Regions from separate parts of the Danio rerio genome. Here all the other regions are linked to region 3. A link is a contact called in public Hi-C and HiCAR-type data. All regions are on one chromosome and are shown on one strand. The core of a region is the stretch at or near the end of the contact, and the rest is flanking DNA. Distances in the headings are between cores, read along the strand shown. Region 1 holds the start of xrcc3 (X-ray repair complementing defective repair in Chinese hamster cells 3). Region 2 holds the start of btbd6b (BTB (POZ) domain containing 6b). Region 3 has its middle 35 kb from the start of nudt14.

Region 1 (4,564 bases), core at 305-2,804, 330 kb before region 3:
CTCTCGCCTGCCAGTTCTGTTATTCCTCGTAATGGGAGACCACCACGCATCAGACCGTCCAGAACAGGGCAGGCAAAAGAGAGCCGGTGTCCAGGCTCCAAAACAGGACATTCTCCCTGGATCAACTGCAATGCTGAGAAGTCAAAATAATAGTTTTGCTCAAAATATTATTTATTAGCTTAACCATGTTTTTGTTGATTTAGGACTCACACTCACGTTGTTTGTGCTTGAAACAGACTAGAGACCTACTGTATAATCAGCTTTTATTAATGAAATTAACTTACTATATTTGATTTTTATAATGTAATGAATATAACTTTTAAATAGAGAGCTGGTTCTGTTTAATGTTGGTTTACGAGCAAATTTCTTGTTTCTTCATTAAACAGATTTAAAAATAGTATTTTTAAATATCCGGAAATTGTTTATAAAGTTTAGATTTATTTGACATGGTTGACTTTTAAAGCAGGGGTTTTTTAGTCTATTTTATTTTTTCTATTTACATCCTAAAATGTAAAAGATATCTATATAATGTACATAATGTTGTATACTGTAAATAATTAATATTATAAATAGCGCTAAATATTATATTGGCAATGTTTATTTTCTATTCTTGCATTATATTTACAACTCATTTACTTTACTTTTAAGCTAATTATAATTCATTCTAATCTAGTTTGTATCTTTTCTAGATAATCTATTTCACATGTTTATATGAACAACAATTTCAGATGTTTACATAAATCTTATTTCATCTTTTTTTCTTATTTGTTAAAATCATATAAATATTCAAAGAATTTAAAGGCATTGATCACCCAGAAATACAAATGCTGTCGTCATTTCCTTATTCTTGACTTATTACAAACCAGTTGAGTTTGTTGTTCTCTTGAACACAAAAGTTATTTTAAAGAATGTTGGAAAGTAGGACGGAAATCACTATGAAAGTCAATAGTTACAGGTTTCCAACATTTATCGAAATATCTCATTTTATATTCAACAGAACAAAAACACCTCAAACGGTTTTGAAACAAGTCAAGGGTGAGAAAATGATGACAGAATTTTCATTTTTTGGGGGGAGAACTGTCTCTTTGATCAAATAAAATCAGAAAAAAAGTTCTGTAATTACCTCTATAACAACACCGGATGTTTAAAATTAAAATAATACAAAAGTATAACCTGTGACGGGTTTAGACTTGCGCACAGAAGCCGCTACCGCCTGATGAAGACGCTGGACATCAGCCTTTGACAAGCGCGTCAGTCTCTGCAGATCTGGACCAGATACACACAGGATCTCTTTGGCTGATCTAAAATTGCCTAAACATTGAAATAACGTTTAACACGAAGATAAATAAACTGTAACGCACTCTCTCAGCAATGTATCGCAATAAGGGATTGTTTATCAACCTTTTTTAACAGCAGCAATAATCCTTGGATTCAGCTCAAGTTGTTCCCACTCCATCACCAAACTTGAATCTCCATAATAACAGTTTAACGTTAATAAAACAATGAATAAACATTTCAACTAACGTTAACTAAAACTATTTGCGCACATTTTGAACTGCACGATGTTTACTTCCCGGTCATTGTGTCATATAGTCTGTCAAAATTAAAGTCTTAAATCCAGCCGGCTAACGATATTTATTTACGTTTCTTCAAAGACATGCAGTAAGAAGCAATACATATAAAGAACAATACTTAATTTTAACAAAACAAAAAGAGAATAGCGTTAGCGTAACGGCTAAAGCACTGACCCTTCATATTATCGCGCTTTAGAGCTGGGGTTTGCCACTGGTTCAGTTAAATCAATATGGGGGTGTTTTGAGTTTAGGCTATTACATAAAACGATCAAATGGTATTGTAGTAATATACATTCAGCATTTATATAATTCTAAGGTATTTAGGTTCACACACAATACGTATAAGCAAAATAAACTCATGATAACAATTAAAATAAGAACTTTTGGATATTGGCCACCCCTCTATGTTCTGTTTTTAGAACAGCCCTTAATGTTGTGTTTCAGTTGGGTAGATGGACTGATCTGGAAAGTCACAATAGTATGTTGTTATGAATTAAATGAAGTATTTTACCAAAACAGATTGATTTAACTCTTTTAAACATGTTGGTCATAGTAAAACAGGATTTGCTATCTAAATAGTTTATCAAACAACAAGAAATACGACTGGATACGGTTTTAAAGTTGTTGAGCTAAAGTCTTTACTTCCTTTGACTGGTGAGTGGCTATCTTACTGTTAAAGGCTAGCGTAAATTGTGTATGTTTATGTTACATTATGAAATAAAGAATAAAGCGATAAACTAAGCTGTTTGTAGAATGTTTAGGGTCGTATCATTCAAGCTAGCTTTCATTCTGTAGCATATGTGCACATACATAAACCATATCAAAACATTAGCTTAGCAAAAATAACGTTACTATTGATGTGCATTAGAACATAAAACATAAAATAAAATGAATCCTAATATAAGAATATAGGAATCATGACCGACAATGAACAGGGCGACAAATGTGCATTGTGTATCCGGCATGCTAACTGTCGCGTAGCAGAGCGGAATATGCAAGACCAATGAAGCCGTGCGACCCGAGTTCAATCCCCGTTGAAGATAAGGTTCTGTTGAAAACATTATATTGCTGGTTATTCGGTTTTAATACGTGTTTTATGTTTATAATATCTTAATAACAAGAAACTGACAAAAACATAAAAAACAGTATGTTTTGTAAAGTGTTTCCTGTTCTGTAATGGAGTTGGTGTGTGCTCCTCAGGTCTAAGTCTTCAGTCAGTATGAGTCGCCAGTGCAAGAACTGTGGTGGATCGGACATCGACACAGATCCAGCCCGGGGGAGTGCAGTCTGCACAGCCTGTGGTTCGGTTCTGGAGGATAACATCATTGTGTCTGAGGTTCAGTTTGTGGAAAACAGTGGAGGAGTCTCTTCAGCCGTCGGCCAGTTTGTGTCTGCAGATGGTAAGAGCTGTTTTCTTAAACCTAAAAAAATGATAGTTGGGATCATGCCCCATGTTTCAGGGAAATCTGTATGCTTGGTCACTTGGAGTGCCTTTTACTATAATAAATTATAATTTTTTGAAAAAAAATAAATGCTCAAATGAAAATACAGAAAGAAAATATAGAGAAAATATACCGAAATCAAAAATAGGAAAAGATTTCTCACAGATAATGTTTTAAACTCTTTTATGCTTTTGCACAATTTAATTTATTGGCTAGCCACAGTCTAAACATGTTCTCACAGAAGCACATACCCCTGAACCTTAACTCGTATAGTTATCTTGTAAAACCCAGTATAAGGTAAGTACACTGTAAGAACATGTTCAGTACACATACTGTAAAATAAAGTACATTTAAAATGTGGTAGGATGAAATTAAATTATAATGCATTTTAATGCAGCTGGTCTAAATGGTCAAAACTCAACCTAAAAACTACAATAAAATTAAAACTTGATGTTCATTCACTATCAGACAATCCAAGATATAGATGCCTTTTTTATTTGCAGAACATTAAAGGCGATTTATAGGTTGAACTGGATGTACTATGGTGTTCCATTAAAGTTAACTTAACCAGCTAGATAATTCAAAATCCATGTCAGTTGCAAAAGCAGTTTTGACATATTATAGCAAATTATTTGCAGAAAGTATGACAGGATAATGGGCTTGAATTTTCCATATGAGGCAATCACATTATTTGTTTTATTTCCATCTCATAACTGCTCCACCAAGAAAAAAAAATGGATTGCATTTTTTAACTCCTAATGTCGCTAGTTAACACACTCAATGCATTTTTCCCACATCGCATAATTTCTGAAATATCAACTTCTACCACCAATGTATGTCGGTTTAAGTTAAAGTACCGGTAATTCCGGTAAATGTACCGGAAAAACTAAATGAACCGGAATTAATTCATACACTATGAATAATCAGAAAATATGAAGTGGAAGACCAATTTATTTAAAAACATAATAAAAATAAAATTTAGGAATACTTAGTATTTTTTAATACTAAATCACCTTTATTTTTTGAAGTATGTCATAAAATTATTCAGAATCTCATTTAACATACTTTCTTGTTTTTTTTTTGTTTTTACAAATTTCAATTCACTATTTATTTTTCAGTGAAAATATTTTTTTTCTGCTTTCAGCTTTTATTTTATCATTCTTTTCCCTGAATTGTTGAGCATAAATTGCCGTTTTATGATATTGCATGTTGCCTATATGTATTATAATAAAGAAATGGAATATGATCTCTTATTATTAAGAATGCTGCAACCTTAGTGACCTCTTTTTACTGGTGAAGAACAAAGTGCCTCTTAATGAATCATATATATAGATGCCCATTTTATTTGCAAAACATTAAAGGCGATTTATAGGTTGAACTGGATGTACTATGGTGTCCCATTAAAGTTAACTTAACATTGGTTTACTGCTGAATGGAAAGAAAATGCCTATATTTAACTTCATTGTGTTGTTATTTTTTTATTAAAAAATGATCTTTGTATCTTTAGAAAGACTACAATAAGGGAAGAAGGGGTTCATTTATGGGTTT
Region 2 (4,956 bases), core at 1,771-4,270, 300 kb before region 3:
TTAATCTTGGCATTCAGTCACGAAGGACTATATTGAGTTTTTCTTCTCAATGTTGGTTGCACAAAATGACTCTGATAGACAAACATATTTTCAAATATAATAATTTAGAAAAAATATTACTCAGTATTTATAAATGTATTAAATATAATAATTTGTTTAAAAATGTTTAACCATTTTAAACTATTTAATTTAGAAATTCAAACAAGTGTAAACATAATTGTATGTATGCATTGTTTTTATTTATTTCTTATTTAATAAGCTGCAAGGTCCAGACAAAGAAAATGAGTATCACCTAGATGCACTACAAATGTAAGACTTACTTCAAAAGAATTAAAAAAGCAGCAGGTTCCACATCAGGAATATGAATCTCAGATTCTCCTTCTGCTAGATCTCCATAAAACATGGCACCAAAAACAGAACTCCCCACTGCCAGCACATACTGAAAGCACAAATGCCACACAAGAGCAGTTAAGCAGACGGTGGATGAAAGAAATGCTCAAGATGCGGTTTAACATGGGTGGATGCGCTCACCTTGTGTGCTGGAACTTTTTGGGATGCGCCAGGAGGACCCACAACAAAATGAACATCTGCCATGAGTTCGTTATTGAACATCAAAGCATTCCTGGCGAGAACAAATGGAACAGAATATCACATTGATGAAACAAAAACAGCATAGGTGATTTGAAAAGCTAGCTAAATGTGCTCATACCTTTCTCGCAATGTCGGGTGAGTGGACTGCCAGCTGGCAGTCTCGACGTTATTATTGTTGATGTTCTGCTGAGTGGCAGTTGTAGTCGGTGTGGTCACCGTTTGAGTGACTTGGACGATGGTCTTTTTGCTGGCAGCTGTGACTGCTGTGCTGTTACTGTTTGGAAGGTTGGTATTTATGCTGGCAGGATAGAGTTCTGCAGCCATCTTCTTCCTCAAGGACAAAGTCACGATTTCATAGCATACTGGCAGCTTGCTGAGCTGTTTCCCACTCTTTCTAGTCCTTTTTAAGGTTTCTGGAAGCAAAAGGAAAAACGTCAAAAACTTCATGATCCTGCCATATAGGCAATCTGGCGTTGTTGGCATCAGCAAGTCTATCCACCAGTCTGCGCGTAATTAATAGGCAGGTGTAGCGGAGGGAAGGGTTCCCTTTAATTTAATTACAAACTACAAGCCTCGATCACTCGTTTGTGCTAAATATACCATAGCTTTTTCATTTCCTCCTTATGGAAACATTTACAGAACAAACGCAAGGATCCATCCAGCGGAAATATTCCAGCTCGATGACTTCTTCTTCTTTCTCATCGCATCCTCGCGAACATTGAAAGTAATAGCATGCAAGTCAATAGAACTGCTGCAGTCGGATAAATAATAAAGTAATAGCCCCGAATCCACCATGGAAAGTGCTACGTGGTCCTTGTCATCCTACAAATCTGTGGTGTATCCCCTCTCCGCGTCTTTACGCTGTAGTGTAAAGCAGGTTTTGTGTGACGGGAGAGGACGTCCTGCTCCGTTTTGACCAATCAAACTACAAGTGAATCTGACATCAGCAGCCCAGTTGCGCCTCCCACAGCAGGACCGCCCGCCTCTCTCGCCCGCTCACACGAGCACCAGTTAACCCTTTACGCTTTGTTTACTACTGTTGAGAAGCGAAAAACCTAATAACATTTAACCAGCCGAATGATTTTCATAACAAATCTCAGTCAGCTGTTCAGCGTTACACCGAGCAGAGTGTTATCGACTCCAGTGTGTCCATTGGTTTTTACTGAAGCAAAACCAACACAACTAGTGAGTGTAACGTTAGTTATAGTAGCCTACATAGAGAATGATTCTTATGAGTCTGCTATGGTGCATCAAAACATTTATGTATCACAAGGAGCGTTACTTAATTAACCTGTCTCGCAGTTTAATACTTTGATGAACTGATGTTGTTCAGTATTGAAGCATTGAATGCTCGTGAGACTGAAACGACTAACTTAGTTGCTTAAAATGACAACATATACACAGTAGTATTTCACACAAATGCAATGAGGTGCTTTTACGTTTTTATTATTTAAAAACCATTTATGTCCCATTTTATTCGTTCTGCCTCTAAAAAAATCATGTGAAGTCATTAAAATGTCTCGCGTCTACGCAGTGGATCCATTTAACCTAACCTTATTTAGTTAAATCTGACAATGTCATAATTTAGTAATTGTAAGCGATAAATGAAACATCATGCTAAAAATTGAACTGATTATTAAAGGAATATTTAATGGTAAGCAAGCTGAATGGTTGACATGAATCGCAGTCGTTTAATGCAAGATTCACATTTCCGTTGTTGACAATGCACGTTCACGTCAACACTTCCAACAACATGGTCAGAAAAACATGTAAAAGTATCATATCATCTTATACTACTGTCATCAATGTCATCATCATCATCAGAGGCCAAGCAAGATTGATGAGCGTTTATGAAATCCCGCACGAAGCGTTAAGGGGATTATTAATAAACTTTTCTCCACAAAAGCGCGTGACACAAAACTCAACATTGTAACGCTTTACAGCCATACGCGAGCTCCAAATGCGATGTTTCAACTTCACAGGATCAGTCAATTTGCTGATGCAGCCGTAACGTCTCATAAGGGATAAACATCTGCAACCAAGCGCTCAACCTACTGAGGGAATCTCTGATGTGCTCGCTAGAATTATCCCCCGTGTTCACCATTAACATGTACAATCAATGATTATAGCTCCAGCGTCCTTAACAAACCGGTTTTAAAGACGTAAAGTAACAGCAGAACAGAGCCACCGTCCGTCCGCATAGACTTGTCCACCAAAACGGACTCTTTAGTCGAAGTACTACGAATCATTATTTGCGATTTAATAAAGCAGTAAATGCTGAGGAACTTAAATTGCACATCTTTAGTCGTTCTTTACCTTATTGAGCCGAGCGAAGCGCAGCTGCCAGGAAAAATACATTCAGGTTTGATGTTTGGAGGCTCGCTGGCAACCAGGAGCCATGTTAAATCTACAGTGTGTGCTATGAGAGAGAGAGGGGGTTGGGCTTGTACAGCTTTCCCGGATCTCCAACAGAGGGCTCCGGTGCTGGAAACTGGATCCTTCGCCTAGGATAAGCGGCTTATCTATCTCAAACAATTTAGACAATGATGTTTTTTGCCAGCCAGAGTCTGTGAAACATGCACTCAGTGAGTGAAATGTACTAAATGTTAAACTGATTCAGACAGTCAGTTTTGGTTGGGGAAGCTGGTTCATGATTTAAAGGGATAGTTTACCTAAAAAATGAAAATTCTGTCTGCATTTTCTCACCCTCTTCTATTTCTAAAACACACACGTCTGAAAACATCCAAATAACTAGCAAGCAAGCTGGTCAAAACATAGTAAAGGAGCAGTGAGTCAGTGCAGTCAGTCAGTCAATCAATCCATCCATCCATCCATCCATCCATCCATCCATCCATCCATCAATTAATAAATGTCAATTATGGAATGCATAACTGATGAAGAGTCTTGAATTATCAAAATATAATGGACATGTAACATTTGTAGTCTGTGAAATAAATTGTCATGATATGGAATTATAAGGCTGCCAAAACCAGCCAGGAACTACTTAAGCTGTGTATGTATCTGAAAATAAAATGTTCATCAGTCTGTCAGAATTATAAGTATTAGAAGAACACAGAAGGATTTAAAAACATTAGTAAATGGGTTAAAGCAAAGAACAATACAAACACCTTTAGGGTGCTTTTATACTTGCCAATTTTATACAATTTTATACTTACAATTGTATACAATTGCCAAAATGATGTGAACCAAAAATCTACTATTCTGTCATTTGGTAATAAAGGTAAGAGAAAGACTGTAAAAAACAGAAAAAAATCTTTCTGAATTTGGTTTATAGACCACAGAAAACTTTCAGTCATCTCCGTTTGCATGCATTTTATGTAGAAATGTGTCACCAAAATAATGAATGAATCTCTACTGATTTGTGATGTTCTTGCTGATGTTTTGCTGACAGTTCATTAAAGTTATTGATGTGTCGGTTTAAAGACAATGAATGATTCAGCCTAGCTGTTAATGTGCAGACAGTTCCACATTCCAAAACATGATGTGGTGGCGCACTGGGTATCGCTTTCGCCTCACAGCAAGAAGGTCGCTGTTTCGAACCACGGCTGGGTTAGTTGTGTGGAGTTTATGTGGAGTTTGCATGTTCTCCCCATGTTCGTGTGGGTTTCCTCCAGGTGCTCCAGTTTCCACCACAAGACATGCACTATAGGTGAATTGGGTAAGCTAAATTGTCCGTGGGTGAGGCAGTGGCGCAGTAGGTAGTGGTGTCGCCTCACAGCAAGAAGGTCGCTGGGTCGCTGGTTCGAACCTTGGCTCAGTTGGCGTTTCTGTGTGGAGTTTGCATGTCCTCCGGGTGCTCCGGTTTCCCCCACAGTCCAAAGACATGCGGGACAGGTAAATTGGGTAGGCTAAATTGTCCGTAGTATATGAGTGTGTGTGTGGATGTTTCTCAGAGATGGGTTGCGGCTGGAAGGGCATCCGCTTTTTTCTCAGAGATGGGTTTTCTCAAAATGTTTCTCAGAGATGGGTTGCGGCTGGAAGGGCATCCGCTGCGTAAAAACTTGCTGGATAAGTTGGCGGTTCATTCCGCTGTGGCGACCCCAGATTAATAATGGGACTACGCCGACTAGAAAATGAATGAATGAATGAATAAATTGTCCGTAGTCTATGTGAATATGGTGTATGGGTGTTTCCCAGTGATGGGTTGCAGCTGGAAGGGCATCCACTGTGTAAAACATATGCTGGATAAGTTGGCGGTTCATTCTTCTGTGGTGACCCCTGATTAACAAAAGGACTAGGCCGAAAAGAAAATGAATGAAAACATGACTCGGCACATAACGGTTTTTCACTATTCAAAGTTTTCAGACCTTCATCCACAAGACTGTATATTTGCAAATTAACCTA
Region 3 (4,977 bases), core at 1,397-3,896:
ACAGCAAGAAGGTCATGGATTCGAGCCTTGGCTGGGTCGGTTGGCAATTCTGTGTGGAGCTTGCATGTTCTCCCTGCGTTCGCGTGGGTTTTCTCCGGGTGCTCCAGTTTCCCCCACAGTCCAAAGACATGCGGTACAGGTGAATTGGGTAGGCTAAATTGTCCGTAGTGTATGAGTGTGAATAAGTGTGTATGGATGTTTCCCAGGGATGGGTTGTGGCTGGAAGGGCATCCGTTGCGTAAAACATGTGCTTAATAAGTTGGCGTATCATTCCGCTTGTGCTCCAAAAATTAGTAAAGGACTAAGCCGAAAAGAAAATGAATGAATTAATTAACAAATTCCAACTCAGTGGAAATGTGTATTTTAATTATAAATGTTATGCCAGACGTGCTTGTTTGTAACTAATTAACTAAGAACTAACTGTAACTAATTGTAACTAAAGATGTATTTAAATTACTTTAAAAAAAGCAGTTGTCCTTTTGCTAAAACATGAACTTGACATTACTTGATTAATTTGAATAAATATAGACTCAAAATTAAAGATAATCAATTAACTTTTACTTCATTAATTTAGGAGTGTTAGATTAAACATTAAGTACATTTTACATGATATTGACAAGTTAATTGTATCTGATATAAGAATGTAAATTTTACTTGAAATTTGTTAGTGCAAATTATTACGAGGATTTTTAAGTAAATCTTTAAGAGTTATTCTTTAAGTGTTTTCCTTTTTTAATATTGCCTGAAAAACCAACCAGACAAATTTTCCCAATTTTGTAATGTGACAATGTGCATGCTTATTACACATTTTTATTGTATAAAACAAGTCAAACTATTGTACTGTACAGTATGTGCATGCATGCAGTGCTTCTTTACAAAATGTTATCGCCATCTACTGGCCTCCATGCATAAGACAGTATGTTATTATTTAATTTTTTACACATGCAGTTTTGGCAGTTTTTAACATTTTTGTCTTAACATAAAACCTTTTAAAACACAAAGAATTTTTTTTTGTCATTTTTGTACATTATTGTTAAGTAAATATACCCTGAAACAACTCAATGTGTCCTTCAAGCAGTGTGATGTGCTGCAGAGACAGTAATAGGGCAAAATAACACAATTAAGGCTAAATCCTCCATTAAAACAGAGTTCAAGGTTGCTTACTCTGTGCAGAATTACCTCTTGGCTGGAGAATGTTATCATGCTGATTCAAAGGGAGCTGTGTGTTAATGAGCAATCAATTACACCCCATAATGTGTGTGTGTGTGTGTGTGTGTGTGTGTGTGTGTGTGTGTGTGTGTGTGTGCGTGCGTGCGTGCGTGTGTGCGTGCGTGCGTGCGTGTGTGTGTGTGTGTGTTCAGAGGGTGGCATGAATGATGAAGTCTGAATGATGAAGGGTTAATGCATTTCATTTTACAGCAACTCACTGGGGTGCCAACGCAGATGCCCACCTGCAACCCATCACTAGGAAACATCCATAAACACTCATTCACTCACAGACAATACAGACAGTTTAGCTAATTCAATTCACCTATACCGCATGTATTTTTACTTGTGGTGGAAACCGTAGCACCCAGAGGAAACCCATGCAAACACGGTGAGAACATGCAAACTCCTCACAGAAATGCAAACTGACCCAGCCGAGGCTCGAACCAGCGGCCTTCTTGCTGTAAGGCGACTGTGCTGCCCACTGTGCCACCGTGCTGCCCTTGTTTAATTCTATATTCTTTAAATAAAGCGATTATTTGTCTAAAAAATTTTTTTCCTCTCGTGATTAGTTAATTAAAAAAATTGTTCATGTAAATCACAGCCACTGTATTACTAGCCATTATTTTCAATCAATAAGACTTAATGTAGTTTGCACAGAGGAATTGTGGATTCAACATTTACCTAATTAGTTTAAGTCATTTACCGTATACCAGCTAGAAAAAAAAAAAATAAATAAATAAAATTCTTTTCTTACTTCTTACTTAGATTTTTTGTCTTGTTTATAGTACAAATATCTAGAAATTCTTAAATCAAAAAGAATTTTCTAGACAATCAAAACATATTCTCTTGTTTTGAGAAATAATATGCCAATATTAAGTGAGTTTTTCTTAAAACAAGCTAAATAATCTGCCAATGGGGTGAGCTAAACAATCTAATGTCAAAAGGAAAAACTAAATTATTTAGCTTACCCCATTGGCAGATTATTTAGCTTGTTTCAAGGAGTAACTTACTTAATATTGGCATATTATTTCTCAAAACAAGACTATATGTTTTGCTTACCTAGAAAATGCTTCTTGATATAATTATTTTTTTTAGATATTTTGACTAGAAACAAAGCAAAAAATTAAAGTAAGGAAAGCATTTTTTGCAGTGTTTAAAGATTAAAAAATGCTTTTATTATAACTTTGGAAAATATTCCTTTTTTTACTGTCTGAAAGACCACCTCATACAGTTTGTTTTTCCTAAATGTATGGCTTAATTAGGTGTGTTGTTGAGTTGTGCAGTTTTATTGGTAATAGAAACATGAAGACAAGGCTTGTTGGAGGTATTGCGCAATGTTTGACCACAGTCGCCAGTTCACTTTGAAATATGCCAACTTTAGCAATCTCATGATACCCAAAATGATTTTGCCAAGTATGATGCAACCCTGGATTAATATCTATGTTGATCTTGGCTGGGACTAAATCTTTGTTTGAAAATGTAATCCATACTGGGGCGTCACAGTGGCACAGTGGGCAGCACAATCGCCTCACAGCAAGAAGGTCACACTTAACATAAACTGTAAACATATCCAGGGCTGGACTGGGGCAAAAAATCGGCCCTGGCATTTTAAGCCAGAGCTGCCCACTACATTCAATTAAAATGTTCTAAACAATACACTATCATTCGTTTATTTTCCTTCGCCTTAGTCTCTTATTTATCAGGGGTTGCCACAGCGGAATGAACTGCCAACTATTCCAGCATGTTTTATGCAGCAGATGCCCTTCCAGCCACAACCCAGTATCGGAAATCACCCATACACACTCATTCACACACACACACTTATACACTACAGCCAAATTAGCTCATTCTATACACTATCCACTCAGCTATATTAAACAATAAACATAACAAAAACTGCCAGGTGACGCATGAGTAAATTTTCAAAGGGAACAGTGTACTTATAACCTCATTCATCTCATCCTGCTTGCTGTTTCACAATCTTAACAATGAAAACATAACATAAGGAAATTTGCTTCATTTTGATATTATGACTAACAGACTCAAAACAAACAAAACAGACTCGTAAATTATATATTTATATAAGCATCATCTTCACTCTGCATTCTTATAACAAAACAGGGCTTAAATATAACTGCCTCCTTTCATTTTCATTTTCATTTTTCAGAATGAACTTTACCCCATCTCTTTTGCAGAATATCAGTTTTAATAATCAATAATGGCCATTATAACTGTATAACGTACAATAAATTTATACGATAAAGGTAAGCAATCAGTCAATGTGCAGAATCAGTGTATGTGGTTACATAAATTATTATATTAGCTTATCTTTGCACTCAGCCAAAACAGAGTTCCCTTAGAACAAGTGATTAAAAAAGACAGAAGAGTCGTTGTATAGAGACAACAAGATGAATTCAATATCACGATTAACAACTATAGTGAGATGAGAACAAGCAGATAGTTGATGAAGTGTCCGACATGCATTATACTCTCACCTGGGGTTTATGCTTAAAGCACCTGCGCTAAACTATTGGCTGCAGCTCTTGGAGTGTGTGTGTGTGTGCGTGTGGTCACGTGATTTGCGTTTTTAGCCGTGTGCTAGAATGAACGGAGAACTTTTCAGAACCGCTAAATAAAACGCTGGTGTGTTTCCCGCAATTTCTTTGCGCCTCCCTTCCGTTTCTTCTCTCTGACTCTCGACTATTTTGACAAATACACACAGACGATGCACGCTGACCAAACTTCTTGGAGTTTGTGATTGGACCAGAACAATGTCAATAAAGAAAAGAACCAATGGGCTGCAGAGTGTCACATGGGCCGGCCCGGTCTGTCTGTCCGGAAAAAAAAGCATCTTACTTTCAGAGTCACAGCATCGTCAATTAATAAGGCAGAAAAAAACGATAGGCTGCTTAGCCTTTTATGGGCCGTTTAGATCTAAGACGATGATCAGGCTGGCCCAAAAAGTGTGTCGGCCCAGCGAGAAACTGCCCGGTCTGCCAGATGGCCAGTCCGCCCCTGAACATATCCCTGATTGGTATGTTGTTCCAGGATCAACATAGATGTTAATCCAGTAACATGTCCTCGCTGGTTCTTCTTCTTCTTCTTTGGCCTTAGTCCCATATGGTTCCGGGGTCGGCTCTTTGGAAGATGATAACGACTTTAACATGTCCTCGCTGGTTGGTGTCTGTAAATAGCGTCTATGGTGTCGAACCACTTCCAATTCTAACGGTTCACACCACTTTGCTCTTATATTCTGTCTTTTATTTTATGGTAGTCAATTTGCAGCTTCTTGCATTTCAAGCAACACTGATCGGCATTTCAAGCAACACTGATCGGCATTTCAAGCAACACTGATCGACCGCAGTCATTCTTTCGAAAACATGCTGAAAAACCTTTTTGTTTCTGACCATGCCGGCAAGTTCCAACTGCACTTTTTCGTCACCGATTTTGGCCAGGAAGGTTTGCACCTCTCAGGTCGACCATGTTTGATTAGAGCGTGCAAACATTGTTTCGCTTCTTCTAACGCTTCTTCTATCGCTGTGTTTTTAAAAATGGCGCTGCTTCCTGTTGTTTCTTGTTTTTGTTGCACGCAAAGGGTGATAATTCTCTCTAACCAATCAGTGTTCAGCTGTGCATGTAGCTCCTCCTTTTGGTACCCTTTCTCATCTTTGGCACCCTTTCAAAAGGGTGTGGAAAAGTGGCATGGTACCGTTCGGTTCTTTATGCCTTTCGACAGTGGAAACAGCCTTAAAAGCGTACCCAACTGTA

The links. Hi-C and Micro-C count contacts between places; a contact is called where the count stands out from the background. HiCAR-type assays count read pairs that join an accessible place to other places.
Region 1: a HiCAR-type map of caudal fin shows a contact between it and region 3, with 12 times the contacts expected there. The contact joins the promoter of xrcc3 here to the enhancer-like site in region 3. A contact is called at or near these places in 6 of 18 Hi-C or Micro-C datasets (caudal fin, embryo, hematopoietic stem cells and 1 more) and 2 of 4 datasets of contacts at active chromatin or transcription factors (caudal fin and embryo).
Region 2: a Hi-C map of hematopoietic stem cells shows a contact between it and region 3, with 5 times the contacts expected there. The contact joins the promoter of btbd6b here to the enhancer-like site in region 3. A contact is called at or near these places in 6 of 18 Hi-C or Micro-C datasets (caudal fin, embryo, hematopoietic stem cells and 2 more) and 2 of 4 datasets of contacts at active chromatin or transcription factors (caudal fin and embryo).

What each region holds. Positions count from the first base shown.
Region 1 is chr20:23,444,452-23,449,015 of GRCz12tu, forward strand. xrcc3 (X-ray repair complementing defective repair in Chinese hamster cells 3) reads right to left here and starts at 1,555. Exons shown (of 7, transcript NM_001013541.1): 1 at 1,402-1,555; 2 at 1,174-1,311; 3 at 1-133. The coding sequence starts at 1,456. brf1b (BRF1 general transcription factor IIIB subunit b) reads left to right here and starts at 2,017. Exons shown (of 19, transcript NM_199889.1): 1 at 2,017-2,228; 2 at 2,775-2,974. The coding sequence starts at 2,794.
Region 2 is chr20:23,474,443-23,479,398 of GRCz12tu, forward strand. It overlaps btbd6b (BTB (POZ) domain containing 6b), which reads right to left and starts at 3,021. Exons shown (of 5, transcript NM_001024815.2): 1 at 2,908-3,021; 2 at 710-1,004; 3 at 532-622; 4 at 321-439. The coding sequence starts at 915. All of the region lies in intron 6 of brf1b (BRF1 general transcription factor IIIB subunit b), which reads left to right.
Region 3 is chr20:23,776,330-23,781,306 of GRCz12tu, forward strand. No RefSeq gene overlaps it. Among named protein-coding and RNA genes, the nearest start is that of nudt14, 35 kb to the right of the region's middle. Within about 2 kb of position 2,647, at least 3 of the 62 cell types and tissues checked have an H3K27ac peak or open chromatin away from gene starts, as enhancers often do.